2 separate regions of the Macaca mulatta genome follow, and region 1 is linked to region 2. A link is a contact called in public Hi-C data. All regions are on one chromosome and are shown on one strand. Each heading gives the region's core, a stretch centred on a gene start, on an enhancer-like site or on the middle of the called end of the contact. The rest is flanking DNA. Distances are from core to core; before and after follow the strand shown. Region 1 holds the start of KLF6 (KLF transcription factor 6). Region 2 has its middle 31 kb from the start of PITRM1.

Region 1 (3,737 bases), core at 921-3,420, 600 kb after region 2:
CTACTGGCCAAGAGTACAACTGCATGAGTCATCACTCTGATTTCTTTCACGCAATGCCAAAGGAGACTTCCTTTTGAAATTCTGATCAGCAGCCCAATAAGGACCCAGTTCAAATGGACATGCAGTGTGGCATGGACAGCGCCCCTTCCCCAGCCCCGCAACCAACCTTTCAAGAAGCTACAACTGCCGAGATCAGCATCCCCTCTCCCCACCATTTCAAACTTTCTAGCCACTGGAAAAGAAAAATGGTAGGAAACATTTTAGGATTAAATTATGTCTGCCCTGATTTTCACGAGGATCAGTTGCCTGCATGTCCATATAAGGTTGTCTATACTACTGGCAATTCTACAAATTTCAGTTTCTACACCACTCTGCTCTGGTGAGCACATCATTTTTCCGGGCAGGGACTATACTGAGCACAGCCCACCCCGGGGGCTCAGGCTGACTTAGCAGTGTGCCTCTCTCCTGCCACAGGCAATCCCTCCCCCTCCCCAGGCTCGCACACAGCCAGTGTGAGCAAGCACACGGGAAAATCATGGTTTCCCCTTTCCCCCGAAACTAGGCGTCTGAGTTACAATGCACACTACAGCGTTCTGAAGAGGGGCAGCAGCGATATATCTAATTGATTTTCCAAAGAAAAAAGAAAAGCACATTTATGGAGATCTTGTTAAACTTTAATAATCCGGCTAATTTAAAATCTCCATTACGCTGATGAGCACCCGGGACCTGAACGAAGCTCTGGGAGAGTTTAAAAGCCTCCGAAGGCGACCAGGAGCCAGGTCTGGCCGTTTGCCCAAATCCCAAATGCCCGAAGGAAACTACTTAGATCAATTTCAATCACGTCCCAGGGAGCAGCTTCTTTGAGGAGAAAAAAAACAAGAGGGGGAGGGGGAAAAAGGCAGGAGAGGATTGTGAACAATTAAGCAGGCGTGTGAAGGTTGCAACACCCTGCATTTCATCCTCCTTAAAGCTTTCGAGGCTTGGAAACCCACAGCCTCTATTTGATCTGGCAATTCACTTTGTGACGAAAAACAAACAGCACAGCAGGGCAGGGAGACAACAGTAAACCCTCCTGCGATCGCTGGAGAGACAATGGGACGAGTGTCAGTCTCTCTCCCCTCGGGCGATGCTACCGATAAGCACAGGGACATGGTAAGTTTCTTAAAATTTCCAATGCCCCCAAATTCCAGTTCTACGACAACGTCGGAAACCGAGGTCCTTTTTCCCAAGCTAAGACTTGAAGCAGTTTGGACGGGCTCATTGTCACAAGACTGACAAGTCACTGGAGTGTACACAGTTTTGTTTATTTTTATTTTTCTTGGTCAACAAGAGAAGCACGTAAGACAAATAAGGCAGATCTAGGGGAAATGTTAGGCATTCCAAAGAGGGGAAAACACATTGGAAATGGTCTAGAGTTTTAAAAAACGAAAAAAATTAAAAATAAATGAGAGAGCTGGTCTACGTTCTGCTGGCAAAATGTGATATTTTAAAAAAAGCCGTTATGTACAAGCACCAAAAAGCAAAACAAAAACAAAATCTTAAAAAAAACAAAAAACAAAAAACAAAAACCTTGGCAGGCAGAGCAAGTTGGTCCCCATGACAAGCTCCAGCTGTGGCGCCTGGAGCAGGGACAGGCTCCGAACTCGTGCCAGGGGCTTGGCCGGGCTGCGCCGGGAGTTGGGGCTTCCCTGGGCGGACGCTGCTCGCGGGCTGAAGAATCGATCGGAGGGGGCGCTGCGCCCGATCCCCCGGTGACAGCGCGGGGCCCGGGCCCAGCGGACCGCAGGGAGCACCGGGTCTGAACCCCAAACAGCCGCCCCGGCCCGCGCCCCCTACCCCGGCGCCCGCAGGGAACCGCGGCCGGCTGCGTTTACCTGTTGCCAGTACTCCTCCAGAGACGGCAGCGCCGAGAAGTAGCCGGTCTCGTGCACGATCTGGAGCTCCTGGAAGATGCTGCACATGGGGAGCACGTCCATGTCGGGCCGGGTCGGACTGAGCCCGCGGTCGCGAGGGCGGCGAGGCGCGCGGTGGGAGCCGGAGCCGAAAGTCTCCCCGGAGCGCAGGTGAAAGTTTCATGCAAACTCCAGGCTCGCAGAGACGCCCGGCCGGACCCTCCCGCAGCCCGCAGCGCGCGGAGCCCACACAATATTTGCAAACACCGGACTGACTGCAAACGTAACCCCTGCAAAACTTCCCTATTCAAAGCTCCGCTGCCAGCCTCCCCCTCCGCCCCCGCCTGGCTCCCCCCACTCCCCCTCCCCCCACGTGACTCGCCCCGTGCCCGCCCCGCGCGCGGCCCAATCCCGTGGCTCCCGGCCCGGGGGCTGCGCGCCGATGATGTCAGCTCCGGCCAATCGCGGGCGGCGACACACAGCGGCCCCGCCTGGCGTGACCGAGACTCTCCATCACGGCCCGCACCATTGGTTCAATTCGAACTCTGCTCGTTCTGATTGGAGAGTGGCCTCGCAGGCTATTTTTAGCAGGGTATATAAGGCGCGGGCGGCGGCGCGCCGGAGGAGTCCGCGCTGTGAGGTGCGCGGCCGAGCGCTGTGCTGCACCTGCGGCCGGGGCTGAGGGATCCGGGGCTGGGAGAGCCCGGGCGGGCCGCGTCGCCCGTCCCCAGTCCCAGTCCCCCTTCCTTGCTGCCCGGTCCCGCCACCCCGCGCCCGTCCGGGTCACCAAGCCGGGCCCCGTCGCCGCGCGAGTCCCGGTTCCGGCAGCGCACCCCGCGGGCGGCCGCCCCGTCCTGCTTCTCTCGGCCGTCAGGTCCCGGGGCCGCCCCGTTCCCCCGTCCCCCTCTGTGCCCGAGGCCGCCCAGTCCCCAGCTGTTCCCTTCTACGCCCGGGGCCGCCCGGTCCCCAACTGTCCCCTTCTACGTCCGGAGCCGCCCGGTCCCCAACTGTCCCCTTCTACGCGTGGGGCCGCCCCGTCCCCTACTGTCCCCTTCTACGCCGCTCTGTTCCCCTACATCCCCCGGTCCCCCTCTCTTCTCTAACCTTGGGGTTCCCCTCTCTGTCCCCCTCCATCCCTGAGCCCCTCTCTGTCCCCATCGATTCCTACGTCCCTTCTCTCCCCTCTGTCCTCAGGTCCACCAGAGTGGGGGAGGGGAGCACGCAGGCTCCCCTTGGAATTGGGAGAAACGTGTTTATCTTGTAGAGGGCGATCTCAGCCCTCACCAAGGTTAACAGCTAGGTTTTCCCATGAATGTGTAAACAATTTAAATTAGGTGGAAGCCGACATTTAGTGTGTGTGTGTTTTTCCATATAAATTATCTCCGAAAATATACCGTCATGTTGATTTTTAAGAAAAATGTCGAGAACGCTAACCAGAGCATTTTAAAATCCAAAATGGGAAACTGAATTGTAACTGTATTATAGTTTTTGTTTCAAAATAAGAGTTTAACGGACACTAAACATTTTGAAAGAATGGACTAGGAAAAAAAAAAAAAGGGTTTTGTATGTTTAATTTTAGAGAGTCCGGCAGAAGCCTGTGGCTTAAGACTAGGTGGGGACCTTAGTGAGTCTGGAGTGGAGAAGGGTGGTTTGTCTTGTACCTGTGGTATGTGGGCTGTGAAGGTTGTGCAGAGTGAATTGACAGTGTTCTTGGCCAGTGTTCATCACATTTACCCCAGCAACCGAGAGCCAGGACCAGCCCTCCTTGGGGACCTGTACCTTAACTGTTTCTAGGAATGCAAATGGCTTTGTTTTGAACCATCTACAGATTTACCCAAGTGCCCA
Region 2 (3,407 bases), core at 435-2,934:
CACACACAGAACAGACGGTCACCTGCCTGGATGTCACGGGGCAAAGTGAAGCACAAACACACACGGGCCTCACCTGCCCAGCGTGGCCGCAGGGTCGCCGGCTGGTTAGGGTCCCTGGCTGGTTAGGGTCCGTGGCCGGTTAGGGTCCCCTCCACTGCCAGGGCAGGTGAGGCCCGTGTGTGTGTCTGGGCTGGAACCAGAGTGAAGATTCAGGTTGCGGCGTCAGCAGGTGAGCAGGGAGGTGAGGAGGGCAGCTTGCAGGGACCAGCAGGTGAGGCAGAAGGAGAACTTAAGACACAGAGAAGTATGTGAGGAAGCAAATCGCAGCACACAGGGCCATCTGCGGGGCTCATTTCTGGAAGGCTGAGGATGGATGAGTCGTGTGTGTGGTCTCAACGATGCGTCAGGAAACCCACTGAGTCAAAGCTGCTCACTCTGGCTCAGGTGCTGCTCGCTGCTCCTGGCTGCCTTACAGCCTTCTAAGAGCCCACTGGAAACTCTCCAGACCTGGCGGCAAGCGGGTCCCCAGGTGTCAGGACCCGTGGCTGCAGGCTCATTCCCTAGGCTCAAGATCACCATCCTGCAAATGAGGCAAATGATTGGAACCCTGTCCCATCTGATCATAACTGATGCTTGCAAGTCTCGTAAAACAAGTAAAAACTGAGTGCTGGGTGGTCTGTTTGGGGTTGAAAGCATAGATATGAACAAGACACCCTTCCTCAACCAGAAGAGTGGATTCTTTTGGAGGGAAGGGGTTCCGGGTAGCTGGTTGTGCAGGGGATCCTTGTAGCTTGCCAAGACATAAAGCCCACCTTTGCAGGAAGCCAGACGCACTGGTCCAGGGGTAGTGCTCGGCCCAGCTGTCCGATTGGCCCTGCTCATTACTGGGGACTCTGATTGTATTAGTCTGCTCCCACACTGCTAATAAAGACATACCAGAGACTGGGTAATTTATAAAGGAAAGGGGTTTAATGGACTCACAGTTCCACAGGGCTGGGGAGGCCTCACAATCATGGTGGAAGAGCCAGGGACGTCTTACCTGGCAGCAGGCAAGAGAGAGCTTGTGCAGGGGAACTTCCCTGTGTAAAACCATCAGATCTCGTGAGACTCACTCACTATCACGAGAACAGCACGGGAAAGACCCACCCCCATGATTCAATTACCTCCCACCGGGTCCCTCCCATGACGCGTGGGAATCGTGGGAGCTGCAAGTCAAGATGAGATTTGCATGGGGACACAGCCAAACCCTGTCACTAACCTAGGGAGGGCTTTCCTGTGGAGCACTTAGCGCTGCCTGTGAACTTGCCACTTTCCCTGCCTGTTTACCCTCACTGGATTGAGAGTTCCTTAAAGTTTGTGATAAACTGTGTCTTGTTCACTTCTTCTAGTGCCTGGCATGGGATAGATGACCCGCTCATATTTGTTAAAGAATGAAAGAGAAATTTCAAGAACTTTGTTAACTCTAAATGACACAACCTACACATTTAGAAAGGAAACTTCCTGCCAAAGGTTTACCTTCCTGCCAAAGGTTTACAGGCTGCAAGGTGGCCATCCCAACAGTCTGGGAAGTGTAGCCCAGCCTGGAGCCTGCAAGGCAGGCACTGCGAGGGAAAGGAGGATGGAACGGGGGTCCATGCTGAATGGATTAACCAATCATGCATATTCAACAGATTATAGGAGGATCTATGAATATTTATGAAGGGGGCTGGCACATGCATAATGAACAAACACGCCTGTTACATAAGACCCAAGTTCTCCTTGGGGTGTAAACCTAGCATTTAAACGAATTTCACTTGGGCCATATACATCGAAAGTTCTTTTCAGGACACAGAGGAACTTAAGTGCTCAGCCTCTGTGAAGCGGCTGGAACCAGTCCATGCTTGGGGGTCTTTTTATCAGAAGAAAGTTACTGAAATCAGTCTCTTGCCTAATCAAAACTGTAGTGGTGGCTGCCGAAACGGGGTTCCGTTGGGCAGTGTCTGATGGTTGGTGAGCTGTAACTGCTGCAACATTGCTTATCTCGAGGCCAGGGCTTATTTAGCTGCCAGAGAAAAAGAAACACCTTATGAGAGTTAGAACACAGTTTATTCTTTAAGTGTGGGGTGCGTGACTTAACCTTTGTCTGGTACAGCCTTAGGTCCCGAGTATAATTTGGTATTGTATCGCCACAGAGTTCTCTCTGTCAGTCTCGTGGTCTCTGTTCCAACGTAAATGCTGGCCAGTTGTGCCTAAACCCCAGAAGAGTGGGGTGTGATGAGGCTTGAGGGACTTAGAATTTTCCTTTTGGCATACACTTCCCGATGGTGAATGCGGGAGCACGTGGCAGGCACTGCGGTTGCGGGGTCCTGGATTGGACCTGGGGGGAAGTTCACGGTGATGCTGAGTGAGGATGAGCGGTTCTGGGATGGAACGCGACACGCTGAGCCATGCCACGTGCAATGTGTTTGCATCGAGAAGCCAGAAGTTTAGGAATTTTCTCTCTGCTGTGACCTGCAGTCCTTTCACTTCATCAGCGGGACTTTCTTTCTGAGGGACTGGGGGAGGGTGACTGCCTTTGAGAACTGAGAGAAGTGCGGAGTGAGGCGTGGAGCAGGTGGGTCGGTGGCTGCAGACTCCAGGTCTAAAGGCAGGCATCCCCATCATGATTTGCATGGCAGGCAAATACCCGGAGCTCCCACGGCCACGTAGGCAACACTAGAATCACCGGGCTATGAAAATCAGGTCTGCAGCGAACAGCTCAGTCTGAGTTCTCTACTGGAATTTTCCAGCATAACTTGGAAGTCAGAACTGTGCTGGGATCCCAGCGACTGGGGGAGGCAAAGTTGGGTCGGGGGAGGGAGGGTGGAGGCCATGAGGGAGACACAGCAACCTAGAAACGTTCAAATAAACAAAGAACCGGAAAATCAGAGCAACACCAGGTGAAAAGAAGGAACCCAACGGTGGGCGGGCTGTTGCTGGACGCCAACCTGATATGTGGCATGGTTTGCAGTGAGGCACGCAGGGGTGAGCTGCCCTGGTGGGCGTGCCCACCCCTCACACTTAAATAACATTTTACATTTCATTCATTCATTCATTCATTGGTTCATTAGTTCAATAGATTGTTTTTCTTTAATGAAAGCCTTTTGTTTCTGGGAACTTTCTCTGCTTGCCTCAAGAATGTTATGTTTGAAGATTTTTATGCTTCAGAATGTTTGTTTGTTTACTTATTTGTTTATCTTTTAAGGCAAGGTCTCCCTCTGTCGCCCAGGCTGGAGTGCAGTGGTGTGATCTTGGCTCACTGCAACCTCTGCCTCCTGGGCTCCAGCCATTCTCTTGCCTCAGCCTCCCGAGTAGCTGAGACTACGGGCACGTGATACCTTACCCAACTAATTTTTGTATTTTTAGGAGAGAAGGGGTTTTGCCATGCT

What was found. Hi-C and Micro-C count contacts between places; a contact is called where the count stands out from the background.
Region 1: a contact with region 2 is called in a Hi-C map of fetal cortex germinal zone, with 4 times the contacts expected there. The contact joins the promoter of KLF6 here to the enhancer-like site in region 2. A contact is called at or near these places in 3 of 14 Hi-C or Micro-C datasets (fetal cortex germinal zone, fetal cortical plate and fibroblasts).

Annotation. Positions count from the first base shown.
Region 1 is chr9:5,340,153-5,343,889 of T2T-MMU8v2.0, forward strand. It overlaps KLF6 (KLF transcription factor 6), which reads right to left and starts at 2,171. Exons shown (of 4, transcript XM_015146365.3): 1 at 1,875-2,171. The coding sequence starts at 1,976. LOC107000013 (a long non-coding RNA gene) reads left to right here and starts at 2,515. Exons shown (of 2, transcript XR_013397895.1): 1 at 2,515-3,737.
Region 2 is chr9:4,739,662-4,743,068 of T2T-MMU8v2.0, forward strand. No RefSeq gene overlaps it. Among named protein-coding and RNA genes, the nearest start is that of PITRM1, 31 kb to the left of the region's middle. Within about 2 kb of position 1,685, at least 3 of the 40 cell types and tissues checked have an H3K27ac peak or open chromatin away from gene starts, as enhancers often do. A contact at or near this core is called in fetal cortex germinal zone, where this site is marked.